Linked DNA regions of Capra hircus: region 1 is linked to region 2. A link is a contact called in public Hi-C data. All regions are on one chromosome and are shown on one strand. Each heading gives the region's core, a stretch centred on a gene start, on an enhancer-like site or on the middle of the called end of the contact. The rest is flanking DNA. Distances are from core to core; before and after follow the strand shown. Region 1 holds the start of BPI (bactericidal/permeability-increasing protein). Region 2 overlaps KIAA1755.

The links. Hi-C and Micro-C count contacts between places; a contact is called where the count stands out from the background.
Region 1: a contact with region 2 is called in a Hi-C map of liver, with 3 times the contacts expected there. The contact joins the promoter of BPI here to the enhancer-like site in region 2. A contact is called at or near these places in 3 of 5 Hi-C or Micro-C datasets (blood and liver).

Annotation. Positions count from the first base shown.
Region 1 is chr13:66,733,738-66,740,727 of ARS1.2, reverse strand. BPI (bactericidal/permeability-increasing protein) reads right to left here and starts at 2,716. Exons shown (of 15, transcript NM_001314172.1): 1 at 2,587-2,716. The coding sequence starts at 2,716.
Region 2 is chr13:66,658,639-66,665,436 of ARS1.2, reverse strand. KIAA1755 reads left to right here. Exons shown (of 13, transcript XM_018057849.1): 8 at 1,409-1,507; 9 at 2,392-2,540; 10 at 4,256-4,394; 11 at 5,607-5,729; 12 at 6,378-6,596. Among named protein-coding and RNA genes, the nearest start is that of KIAA1755, 31 kb to the left of the region's middle. Within about 2 kb of position 3,611, at least 2 of the 5 cell types and tissues checked have an H3K27ac peak or open chromatin away from gene starts, as enhancers often do.

The DNA of each region.
Region 1 (6,990 bases), core at 1,467-3,966, 76 kb before region 2:
GGCCAACTAGTTTGCCATGCTTGTTCGCCAACACTTAGTTTGAAATATCACCCGCTCCAAACACCCAGTCATGCATCCTGTGGGTGTTTATTGATATCTGCTCTGTGCTCTTCCCTCACAGACACTGTGTCTGTCTGGGTTTTGGACTCTCTCACCACAGGATCTTTGCATGCACCTTTCCCACTGCCTGGGAAACCTTTTCCTCTCATCTTCACCTGGTCAGCTTCTAGTCATCATTTCTTCTAGGAACTTTCTCTGGTTCATCAGAAGAGTGCGATCCTTCTTGTTATCATTCTCACGATGCTGTGGATATCTCTTTTGGAGCTCGCATTACCTTTTGTAATTATGCAACTATTCATGTGATTTTTCAATTAATATCTCTCTCCCCTACTAGATGTAAGCCGCCCAAGGCCAGGGACGGATGTCACAGATGTCTGCCACATTTATCACAGAGACTAGAACTTAATACCTGATGGATGACTAAATGAATGAATGTCCCCAGGGTCAGGAATTCTGCCATCCTTTATTATGTGGTTAACAGCGTCAGAGAAAGTTAGATGGCAAACAAGTTAAATGAGAAGAATAAGCGGTAAAATGATGGATCCCAGGATTTGTGTTTTTCCAAGAGCCAGTTAAGCATAGTAATAATAGCAATAGTAATAATAATAGTAACAACAACAACAACAACAACATTTATCAGGTTCTTACTCTGTTCCTGGCACAATTCTGGGCTCCATGCATGTATTAAGTTACATACGTGTAACTGAACATACGCGAATCTGAACAATCCTGGGTAGTTAGTCTGGTTGAAAAGAACTGATTTGGAACCCAGATCTCCCACACTGCAGGAAGTGTTTACCAACTGAGCCACGAGGGAAGAAGCCCAGTGGGTCTTTTAACCTCCCAATTCACAGACAAGGAAACAGACTCAGAAAGGTGACCACACAGCTGACAGCTGAGGGAGGCAGCATCTGAATTCAGGCCTTCTGTTCCCAGAGCCCGCGCCCTGGGACAGGCCTTCTGGGGGTCCAAAAGTAAACCAGGCATAGACTGGCACTGCCCAGAGAGAAATGAGACTGTGGGATGGCCACCATCAGTGGATATGCAGGGGCCAGGTCTCGAAGGATCTCTAAGGTCAAGCCCAGGATGCCTTCTGAAGGCACTCGGGAGCCGCTGAATAGTATCAGTAATGAGGGTCCTGAACCGCGCCACTGCACTTCAGGACACTCATGATGGCTGTATGGGGTGTGAGTAGAAGGCGGGACCGAGGCTGCTCTGACAGAATGTGAAGACTTTTAGGCTTAAAGGCTGAGCCCAAGTCTCTGCTCCTGGGAAGTGACCAGAGGTGCCCCAGGTCTGAGTACAGGGCAGGGGCATAATCTTTTCTCCTAGCTCACAGGGAGCCTTCCGTCTGCAACCCTGAGATTCACAGGTGTCCTGCCTGGGCTGGGGTAGGAATTCAGGGATGGAATACCAGGTGTCCTGTCCTGGGCTTTCCTGATAGCTCAATTGGTAAAGAATCCACCTGCAATTCAGGAGACCCTGATTCGATTCCTGGGTCAGGAGGATCCTCTGGAGAAGGGATAGGCTACCCACTCCAGTATTCTTGGGCTTCCCTTGTGGCTCAGCTGGTTAAGAATCCGCCTGTAATGCAGGAGTCCTGGGTTCGATCCTTGGGTTGGGAAGATCCTCTGGAGAAGGGAAAGGCTTCCCACTCCAGTATTCTGGCCTAGAGAATTCCATGGATTGTATAGTCCATGGGGTTGTAAAGAGTCGGACACGACTGAGCAACATTCACTTCACTTCACTTTGGTCCTGTCCTGATTCCCCTGGGGGTCCACCGCCCCTGAGAGCCTGCCTTCTCCTGGGTCTGATGTCGCTGGCACCAGCTGTCCCCCACTGTTCTGCAGGTCATCTCTCTGCCACCGAGAGGCAGCATTGAGCAGCCCCACGCCGATACTTCACAGACCAGAGCTCAGATCCAGGCCACCTCCTTCCCCCTCCCTTCTTCCAGTCTGTCTGCTCATCTGTAAAGGCCACTAGTAACATTTTGTGCTTTTGGCATAGTGCCTGGCACCGATCTGAGCAGGTCAGGAGGCTGCTTCATAACATTCTCTGCTGCGTCTGGGCCTGAGGGAGTGGCCTGGGGGGATCCTGTCTGTGGCACCCGGCTGGCTACTGTGCAGAGTGTGGCTGCCAAGCACCCCCGCTCCTCAAGGAGCCTAAGCTCGGCCCACGCTGAGGACTGAGCCAGGGGCTGCCAGACGAGTATCAGGGCTGAGAACCAGCTAGGAAGGAAGTGAAGGGCCCAAGCCCGAATCGGGTATTGGGTAGAGGGAGGGGGACCATGAGGGGCCTGAGCACTGGACTCAGAGTCCTCCAGACTAGGGTTCCATCCCCTCCGCTGCGGCTTCCCAGCTCTGTGACCTTGGGTAATTCACCCTGGCCCAGCTTCTTGCTCTGTAAGACAGGGTGAGAGGGCCTCCTTGAAGGAGCAGTGAGCAGGCCATACTCTGGATTAAAGGGCTGCACACAGCAGGTGCTCAGTCAGTGATGGGAAAGAAGGAAAGGAAGGCAGCCAGTTACCGTAGTCCAGGCCTTTCTGGGTGACCCTGGCCACGATGCCGGGGTTGGTCGTCGTCGTCACAGCCGTGCCCAGGGCGACCAGCACCACCAGGGTTGCCCACCTCCGCACACTGCCAGGGCCGCTGGCCATGTCTTCGTCCTGCAGAGCTGCCAAAACCTCGAGGTCCTGGAGGGGAACCAGGGACCTATAAAGGAGGCAGCTGTGGAAATGCAAGTCAGGAGAACAAGAAAGGAGGAAGGAACACGAGCAGGGCCGGAAGAGGGGTGGGCGGCCGCCTGCCTGCGGTTTCCCACTGTATGGCTGGGGCCACAGCCCCAGAACAGCCAGTGCTGAAGCCTGGGAGCCCTGTGTGTGTGTGTGTGTGTGTGTGTGTGTGTGTGTGTGTGTGTGTGTGGCATGTGTGTATGTGTGATGTGTGGTGTGTATGTATGTGTGGTGTGTGTGGTTGTGTTTGGGGTGTGTGTGTGTGGTGTGGTATGTTTTATGTATGTGTGATGTGTGTATGCATGTGTAGTGTGTGTGTGGTGTGGTGTGTGTGTGTACATATGTGGTGTGTGTATGTATATGTGGTGTGTGTGTGGTTGTGTTTGGGGTGTGTTTGTGTATGTGGTGTGGTATGTTTTATGTATGTGTGATGTGTGTATGCATGTGTGGTGTGTGTGTGGTGTGGTGTGGTGTGTGTGTATGTATATGTGGTGTGTGTATGTATATGTGGTGTGTGTGTGGTTGTGTTTGGGGTGTGTTTGTGTATGTGGTGTGGTATGTTGTATGTATGTGTGATGTGTGCATGCATGTGTGGTGTGTGTGTATGTATGTTTAGGGTGTGTGTGGTATGGTGTAAGTGTATGTATTGTGGTGTGTATGTATGTGTGGTGTATGTATGCATGTGTGATGTGTGTATGGTGTGGTGTGGTGTGTGTGGTGTGTGTGGTTGTGTTTGTTGTGTATGTATGTGATGTGTGTATTGTGTGTGTGATGTGTGTATGCATGTGGTGTGGTACGTGTGGTGTGGTGTGTGTATGCATGTGGTGTGGTGTGTGTGGTATGTGTGTGGTGTGGTGTGTGTATGCATGTGGTGTGGTGTGTGTGGTGTGGGGTGTGTGGTGTGTGTGTGGTGTGGTGTGTGTATGCATGTGGTGTGGTGTGTGTGGTATGTGTGTGGTGTGGTGTGTGTGGTATGTGTGTGGTGTGGTGTGTGTATGCATGTGGTGTGGTGTGTGTGGTATGTGTGTGGTGTGGTGTGTGTGGTGTGGTGTGTGTGGTGTGTGGTGGGTGGTGGTGTGGTGTGGTATGTGTGGTGTGGTGTGTGTGGTGTGTATGCATGTGGTGTGGTGTGTGTGGTATGTGTGTGGTGTGGTGTGTGTGTGTGTGGTGTGGTGTGGTTGTGTGTGGTGTGGTGTGTGTATGCATGTGGTGTGGTGTGTGTGGTGTGGGTGTGTGTGGATGTGTGTGTGGTGTGTGTGGTATGTGTGTGTGGTGTGGTGGTGTGTGTGGTATGTGTGTGGTGTGGTGTGTGTGGTATGTGTGTGGTGTGGTGTGTGTGGTGTGGTGTGTGTGGTATGTGTGTGGTGTGGTGTGTGTATGCGTGTGGTGTGGTGTGTGTGGTGTGGTGTGTGTGGTATGTGTGTGGTGTGGTGTGTGTATGCATGTGGTGTGGTGTGTGTGGTATGTGTGTGGTGTGGTGTGTGTGGTATGTGTGTGGTGTGGTGTGTGTGGTGTGGTGTGTGTGGTATGTGTGTGGTGTGGTGTGTGTGGTGTGGTGTGTGTGGTATGTGTGTGGTGTGGTGTGTGTATGCATGTGGTGTGGTGTGTGTGGTATGTGTGTGGTGTGGTGTGTGTATGCATGTGGTGTGGTGTGTGTGGTATGTGTGTGGTGTGGTGTGTGTGGTATGTGTGTGGTGTGGTGTGTGTGGTGTGGTGTGTGTGGTATGTGTGTGGTGTGGTGTGTGTATGCATGTGGTGTGGTGTGTGTGGTATGTGTGTGGTGTGGTGTGTGTATGCATGTGGTGTGGTGTGTGTGGTGTGGTGTGTGTGGTGTGTGTGTATGGTGTGTGTGTGTAGTATGTGTAAGTCGAGACTTCTGGCTGTGAGTGTCATTCCCTTTCCTTTCCCCCCTCCCTGAACCCTCCACCCAAATCCCTCCATCCAAGAACTTCCGGGAAGCTGGGTGGTAGAGATATCAGAGTTGATTATATTGTCTTTTTTTTATGCTCTACTGAGGTATAATTGGCAAAATTGTACACAGTTGCTCCTTGAACAGCACAAGTTTGAACTGTGCATGGGCATTTGTATACGGATTTCCTTCAGTAAATATGTACTACCGTCCTACACCACCTGTGGTTGGTTGAATCCATAGATGTGGAACCTCAGATATGATGGAACTACGTATATGCAGGTCTGACTCTTAAGTTATACTCGAATTTTCAACTGCTTGGGATGTGGGAGTCAGTACCCCTAGCCCCTGCATTGTTTAAGGGTCAAATGTACATTTAAAGTGTATAGTGTGATAATTCAATATACGTATACATTGTGAAGTGATTGCCACAACCAAACTAATTAACTCATCTCTCTCTTCACGTGGTTGTCATTTGGTATGTGTAGTGAGAATGAAGATTTACTCTCTTAACAAATTCCAGGTGTATAGTATTAACTGCAATTATCATGCTGTGCATTAGATCCCCAGAACTTACTCATTTTATGACTGAGAATTGTATTTTTCTTTCTACTTCTGATTTCTTGGTGTTTTCCACAGTAAAACCTTTAAGGAAACAGAGCCTTAAGCATTTTCTTGTCCTGAGAGGCAATAGTGGTAATAATTAAATGCTTGAATTTTGAGTTTGGTATTTTAACTGGTTTTAAAGCTCAGCTTTGCCACTCTGTGGTGGTTTGACCTTGGTCAAGCCCGTTAACCTCTCTGAACCTCGATTCCTCTTTGTAAAGTGAAGATAACCAGAGTACACCCCCCACCTTGGGTTACTGTGAAGACATAAAGGGCTTTAAATCATGTAAAGCACTTAACACAATACCCCATGCATAACATGCTCACAAATGGTAGCTATTACTGTCACTCTGACTTTCAAAGTAATCCATGTTCATGGGCCAAAATTTGAGAAAGAACCAAAAAAAATATAAATAAAAATTATGTGCAATCCTGTTCCAGAGAGGACAAGCAGAAGTGTATTATAGAGTATTTCTCTCCTCGCCCCCCACTTTTGGTAAGCGTAGATCAGGTGTGTCTTTCAACACAGAAATATGTAATCAATGCCGGTTTTGTGAAGTTCCCTTTTTTCATGAACAGTGTGTGCGGTTCTCTGTATTTCATTGCTTCCTTAACCTGCAGTTTTCTTCACTAGGCTTTTGTTCTTATACCTTTTCCCCTTTCCTTTGACAGATGTGAAGCCTGAGGCTTCGAGAGGGGAAGTGTTCTTTCCACAGTCACGCGGCTAGGCTGCTAGCAGAGCTGGGATTCAAACACAGATACATCCCACACCAAACTGAGTCCTTCAGCACCTTGGGAGCTAGGGCAAGGTAGGGGAGGCTGGCATCAGCACACACACTCCCCACCCTCCCTCCAACTTTCCAGTCAGAATTCTGTCTGCTAGGCCCCTGCCCCTCCCTTTGCAGCAGGCTCAGGTCCAGTGTAGGCGGGAACCCCACCAGGCAGTGGGCACCATCTCCATGGTGATGAGAGGAGGGGCGGGGCTGCAGACAGAGAGGCTAGCTTCTCTCCTGCTGGGTCCTCATCAGCCCCCTGACGCCCTGTCTCCCCAACTCGGATTTGATGAAAGTCTAATGAAGCCCATTGAGCCTGGAGGACATGAGACTTTCTGAATATTTTTTCTTTCTTCTCTTTCCACTGTTTCTGAAAAGATCTCCCTTCCTGCCGCCACCCACCACAACAAGAATCCTTCTGGCTTGCTGTAGAATGAAAACAGTGGCTGTGGACAGAGCATCTACTATGACACTTTATATATATTGTCTTCAAGCCTTTAAATAACCAGTGAAAAGTGAAGAAATCGTTAGTTGCTCAGTTGTGTCCCATGGATAGTAGCCCGCCAGGCTCTTCTGTCCATGGGATTTCTCAGCCAAGATCACTGGAGTGGGTTGCCATTCCCTTCTCCAGGGGATCTTCCCAACCCAGGGATCAAACCCAAGTCTCCTGCATTGCAGGTGGATTCTTTACTGTCTGAGCCACCAGGGAAGCCCCAAATAACCTGTGAGAGAGGAATAATTATCCTCCATTCTGAAGATAAGGAAACTGAGTCACAAGGCAATTATGTCCCTGTCAAGGTCGCAGTGCCTTTCTTAGAGAGAAATATTCTCTCTTCTTGGGGTAGTTTATAAGAGAACTTGTCACCCTGGGTCTTCACCCTACCTCTGCCTTCCTGGGCCCCCAGACTCCC
Region 2 (6,798 bases), core at 2,362-4,861:
CAAGAGATTAGTACCAGCCCTGGACCCTACCCACTCTGACAATAGCTTCCTCCAAATGATGACAACCGAAACTGTCTCCAGACATCACCAGGTGTCCCCTGGCGTGGGAGACCATCCCCACTGAGAACCACCAGTCTCTAGTCTCACATGGCCGTTTGCTTGTTTGGTTTTGGCCCGCGCTCTTCTTTTTAATTGAATCTATTTTCAAACAGACCATACATTCAAAATTCAATTAGTACAGAAGTGTATAAACTGAAAAATCTCTTACCCTACTCGTCCCGCAGGCCCCCAGTTCCCCTCTCCAGAGATCTCCAGTTCCTCCAGGGGCTTTTAAACTATATTTTTGCTTTAATGCCTTCCCTTTAAATAGAATCTTACCTATAGACCCAGCCTATAGAGGCTTCCCTGGTCACTCAGATGGTAAAGAATCTGCCTGCAATGCAGGAGACCTGGGTTTGATCCCTGGGTCAGGAAGATCCCCTGGAGAAGGGAATGGCCTTCAGTATTCTTGCCTGGAGAATCCCAAAGAGCGAGGAGCCTGGTGGGCTACAGTCCATGGGGTCGCAAACAGTTGTACACACTGAGCGATTAGCATTTTCACTTTCATAAAGCTGATAATGAAGATGACTAAGGATGCTATTCTAAGTGCCTGGCACCAAAAAACCCATTTAGTCTTCACACAAGCCTCTAGGGCAGGAACTACTGTGCTCCCATTTTATAGAGGAAGTGGAGGCACAGAAAGGTTAAGAACCTTGCCCAAGGCCTCATAGCTAGCAAGTGGTAAAGCCAGGCTGAAGTGGGACCCAGAGAAGATGGCCTCCAACCCTGCCATCTCACCCCTCCTACTGTTCCCTCCCCCACTATACCCCAGTGGCCTGGGAGTAGGTCAGACCTGTCCTCTGTCTTTTTCCCTCTCATTTCCAGCATGAGTGGTTCTCAAACTGTGGTCCCTGGACCAGCAGCATCAGCCTCACCTGGGAACCTGTTAGAAATGTGCGCTCTCATGACCCACCCCAGAAAAACTAAACCAGAAACTTGGGGGGAGGGCTCAACCGCCTGGATTAAAAAAATAATAATTCTCTTGATGTGGACCATTTTAAGATTCTTTATTGAATTTGTCACAGTATTTCTTCTAGTTTACATTTTGGTTTTTTGGCCGAGAGGCATGTAGAATCTTAACTCCTCGACCAAGGATCAGACAGACCTGCATCCCCTGCATTGGAAGGCAAAGTCTTAACCACTGGCCCACCAGGAAAGTCCTGCAGCCTGGATTTTAACTGGCTTTCCAGGTGATTCTGATGCAGCTAACGTTTGAGAACCACCAGCCTGCATGTCCTCCTGGTGGGTGGAGGGGAGTGGTGTCCTCTTCGCAGGCTGACACCCCCACTCTGGGCCTCCTGTCCTGCAGAAGCTGGATCCTTTCCTTGTTGACCTTCGCCAGGCCTCCTGCCTGCTAAAGGCTTCCATCGAGGAGTTTGAGAAGGGTGAGCCCCCTGGAGGGGTGCAGGTGAGCCAGGGGCCAGAAGTGGGGAAACCACAACACACCCCGGATTCCATGGACCAAGGGCTCAGTGAAGGGGCTTTGTTTTCATTGATTCATTCAGCTGATATTTACTGGACAGTTACTATGTGTCATGCCCTGGAGACCCAGCCTGGGGCAGATCGACTTGTCCCTGCCTTCATGGGGCTCATGGTGCAGTGTGAGAGGTCATTAAAAAAAAAAAAAAGTAAATAGAAATGGACATTTCACTACAAGTGATGCTAAAGGCTGTGAAAGTAAGATTGAGAGTAATGGGGAAGGAGGGTATTGAAGCTGAGCCTTGAAGGATGAGATGGAACCCTGGGAACAGGAACAGGACTGTGCTCCAGGTGGAGGGCAATCATGTTCAAAGCCCTGAGGTGGGGCTGTGCTTGGTATATTTGAGCAAGGAGGCCAGTGTGGAACAAAGTAGGGGAAAAGGAGGAGACCTGCTAGGTCCACAACTGTATCAGGGAGAAGCTGAGTTGGGATTTGATTCTAAATGGAAAGGGAAGCCGCTGGACAGTTCTAAGCAGCAGTGGGATGATCAAATGGGCCCTTTGAGATCTGTCTGGTTGCCATACAGAGAACAGACTACAGAGGGAGCCAGGGTGCTGTGGGGAAATCAGCGGAGCCCTGGGATGGATGTCCCAGAAAGAGATGATGGTGCTTGGACCAGTGAGGTTGCCATGGTGATGAGAGGAAGCTTGGTTTGAGGAGATGTTTTAGAGATAGAAAGGATGGACTTTCCGTAAGACCTTGAATACCAGTTGGGTATTCAAGGGGAGTCAGGCAGAATCAGGGAGTGGGGAGCCCTGGAAGGTTATAGGAGAGTGGGAACTGAGCCTCAGGCTACTTCCCTACCCTGGCAGGAGGCCTCCAGGTGTCTGAACAAGTCCAAGGAGCTGATGGAGGCCGTGCTAAGGGACCCAGGCCTGATGAGCCTCCAGCGGGAAGGCGGAGCCACCCTGGCCAGGCTGAGACAGGAGGGCAGCAGGCTGAACTTCAACCCGGACGTCAGGTATGGGCACCAGGCTTTTCCACCCCTACTGCATCTTGTTCCCCAGGCTGGGACCCAGAGCTGGGGCCACTTTGCTGAGGGGACACATAGGGTGGGCTCTGAGGATGTCTGGGATGGGGTGTTTGCAGTGCCCATACCCCAAGCTGAGGCTTCTACCTTGGCAAGTCCCTTCTTTGTGACCCTCCTAAGCCCAGACATTGGAGGACAAGCTCCCCCGCTTCCGGTGACCATCATCAACCAAGCACCATCTTTGACCTAAACCCTGGGCTGAGGGCCTTCAAGAGCTTGTCTCTTTTTCCTAAGATTACATGAGGCCCACATCCTCCTAAATGGATGATGTGGGTGATGTGGCTGATGGATGCTGAGGCTGAGCGAAGGGAAGTAAGAGCCAGGCTTTGTGAACACTAACCCCTGAACTGCCCTGCCTTCCCTGGCAGGGGCCTGAGAGAACTTCACGGTCTCAGAACCACAGAGCGAACAGTGCACATTCCTAGAAAGTACCAATTTTCTTAAAGTTAGGGATGGGGTGGGGTGCAAATCAGCAATTAAATCAGCCAGCAATTGTAAAAATTTTGTCTCTGTTAGAATGAGCACAATTACAAAGTTTGCGTAATCTTCCAAGAATGTTTTGGTTATTTAACCAACCCCAAATAGCACTTAGTATGAGCACAGCATTGTTCTAAGGGCCTCAAGAATGTCAACATGTTTAATTCCCACCCACAAAGTGGATCCTAGTACCGTCCTCATTTTACAGTGGAAGAGCCTGAAGCTCGGAGAGAGGATAAGTGACTTGCCCAAGGTCATGCAGCCAGGACTTAAACCCAGGCAGCCTGGCCCAGAATCTTGAACACACCACCCTGAACTGTGCCCACAGACAGATTCATGCAGATGTGAGCGCTGGACAGCAGCTCCTGGAGGTGGAGTCATCTCCCTGCCCCTCACATGGCCTGGTGGGGCTGGCACTGCCTTTCCCAGGACGCCGCTGCCTGACTGGTTGGGCTCCAGGGCCCCTTTGTTTCGCCATAGGCCCATCCAGACCGCTGGCCACCAGCAGTTCCACGAGGGGGCGCTGTGGTCCCACGTGAGCCACTCTGCGTGTTGGTTCTGCAGCTCCTGCCTGTCCCCAGCTTCCTCCCGCCCTTTGCCAGACAGCCTGGCATTTTCCATCCTGTTCACTCACCCGGGGCGCTCACCCATTCCCTGGAAAGGCAGTGACCCGTGGGAAGGTGCGGTCAGATGAGGCTCCCTCCAGGAAAATGGACTCTCCTTCCCTCTCCTCTTTTACTTTTTCCTTCTAAAGGATCGCTAGGGCAGAGGAGGGTGCAACCACCTTGTGAAGTGGGTTCTGTTACAGAAACGGAGATGCGGAAAGGGTGAGGAATTTACATAAGCTCCTCTTACTGGAAGGTAGCAGGCCTGGGGTGTGAACCCAGATCTGTCCAGCTCGGCTCCTACCTTCCTAGGGAAAGACAGGGTCATTTGGTTTCCTGCTGTGGCCTCTGGTCCTCCCAGTCCCCCGGAAGGCCGAGGCTGAGGCCCAGAGAGGTGTGGGGACCTGCCCAAGGTCACACAGCAAGTCAGCAGCTGAAGCACCCAGGCCAAGGCCACAGAGTTGAAGGGAGTTAGGGAGGCAGGCCTATGCTGGGCAGGAGTGCAGGGAGTGGGGGCCAAGGGATCAACATCTTGGGTTTTTCTCACCCTCCGTGGCTTCCCAGGAGCCATCTGGCCGAAGCTGCCGCCCTCTACAGCCTTGTGGATGAGCAGCTGCACATCCTGGCCACTGTGTCCAACCACCTCCTGAGAAGGCTGGAGCTCCGTGTCCGTCTGGGCCGCCTGGAAGCTGCCATCCACCAGGTGAGAGAGGGGAAGGAGGAGGCTGGCCCAGGGACCTGAGGGTGGAAGTGGGGCTCCTGCCGCTCCAGGCCCTGCCCCAGCCAGGCGCTTTGCTCTGGTATAAAGATACCAGGTTGGCATTTCTTGGAGAGCCAGGTAGGGGTTCTTGGAGCACACGACATGCACTCCGTAAGGGTGCTTGGTGACTGAGGACATAGCTCGAGATGCTACTTTTATTTTATGTATATAATTTTGTATATTTGTTTATTTATGGCTGTGCACGGGTTTTTCTCCAGTTGCGGCGAGCGGGAGCTACTCTAGTTACGATGCACAGGCGTCTCATGATGGTGGCTTCTCCTATTGCTGGTTCTAGGTTTGCTGGGCTCAGTAGTTGCAGCTCCTAGGCTCTAAAGCACAGGCTCATTAGTTGTGATGCACAGGCTTCGTTGCTCTGAAGCACATGGGATCTTCCCCAACCAGGGATCAAACCTGTGTCTCCTGCATTGGCAGGGAGTTTCTTTACCGGTGAGCCATCAGGGAGCCCCCCAGAAGCTGCATTTCTTAAATACCAGCTTTGCCCCAAGCCCTGGGCTGGAGCCTTTGTGACCATCACCACTTTTCAACCTCATCCCTTACCAGCGACATAGGCAAGACTTTAGGATTTCGCCTACTCACTGATGAGGAAACGGAGTCTGGGAGACGTTACGTCACCTGCCCTTGTCGCACACCTGGGGGTCTGATCCTGGAGCGCACACTGGGCACCATCCTGTCCAAATGCCGGTGCCTAGAGCCACCACCTCCCTGCATGCTCGGGGTCGTGGAGCACAGGGTGCCTGGAGCCAGACGGCTTGGGTTCCAGTACCGGCTCCAGCACTTACTAGTGGTGTGATCTAGACAAGGTACTTAATTATTCAGTGCCTAGGTTTCCTCATCTGTTAAATGAGGGATAAAATTAGTGGCCACATGGGACTTTGTGAGGATAAAGTAGGTGAGTATGTGCCCTTTAGGACACCCCAGAATATAAAGAGGACTCGTGGGATCGAGAGCCATTTTACCCCATCTGTCCCTCATTGAATCCTCATGTCTCCAGAATTATAGGGGGGTGTTTCAGGCCAGGTCAGTGGGCCCCCAAATGACTGAGGATAAGACCTCAGCCTCTCACGAAAGCAGGAGGCTGGCCAAGGGATGTTTCCTCAGTAGTCCCTCACATCCAAACCTCCCTCCCTGCTCCAGGTCAGCCACTGGATGGAGCAGGAAGGAAGCCAGTGCCTGCAAGTGCTGACCCCCAAGGACGGAAGCTTGGAGACAGTGGAGAAAGCCCACGCAGAGTTCGAGGACTTCTTCCTTCAGGCTGCGGTGCGTTCCTGAGACTGAGGGACAGGATGGGAGCAGATGGAGAGGACCAGAGCAGGGTGGGGGTGGCACTGCTGGGAAAAGGTGCCAAGGTGGAGAAGTACTAGAAAGCTGCTCGAGACAGTGGGGGAAGCAGCTTGGATCACAAAGGGTTCGGCTTAGATACCGTCTCCTCCAGGAAGCCTTCCCTGACTACCCAGTCCAAAGATAACCAGTCTCAGAATCCCTGATGGATTTCTTAAACTACAGATTCCAGAGTCCTACTCTAGTCCTACTGAATCAGCCTGGGAGGCGGGGGGAGTCTGCCTCCTCGATGTGCTGGGCCCTGGGGCCCAGGGCAATTCAGCCCCTGTTTTAACCTTCAGGGAACTTTCAGGCCAGTTTTGTTTTGTTTTGTTTTCGGAGGGTGGGTTGGAGGGGCAACAGGGAAATAGTCAGAAAGGGAACACCATGGTGACATAGATGAGAAGCCTCTAACTCAGACTCTGGGGTCAGGGAATTTTTCCAGAAGAAGGTGACACTAAGTAGAGTCTCAGTGGGCAAAGTGAACCCCGGGTTCCCATTTTATAGATGAGGAAACTGAGACTCAGGAAGTCTCATATCTTGGTAGAGAGGCTGGAGCTGAGTGGACACCCTTCCCTCCCCGCTCAGGCCCAGTACCGCCGCGGCCTGGAGCTGTGCAAGCAGGCGGCCCAGCTGGCAGCAGCAGCCAGGGCTGGGGAGGCAGGAGGGACCGAGCTCCCAGAGCTGGCAGCCTTTGCCTTCACCCAGCGGGCTTTCCAGGCGAAGCTGACCCACTTCTACATGGCAGCCGAGCGGCAACGCACAGACCTGGAGACACTGCTCCACCTGCACCACTTCTGCAAGAAGGTGAGCCTTCCAGCATAGGCTTCCCACCCCTGCCCCCAGCGCCTGGAAGGAGGGGTGGGGCAGGAGCGGCTGGACACAGCGCTAGGCTCTCTTCATTCCACAGTCACTTCCATTGGAAAGAGAATCAGCTGCATTTTCTGAAAGGGAAGCAAGGTTTGCAAGATGAAGTTACCCTCCTAAACCAGATCCAGCTGATCTCTGA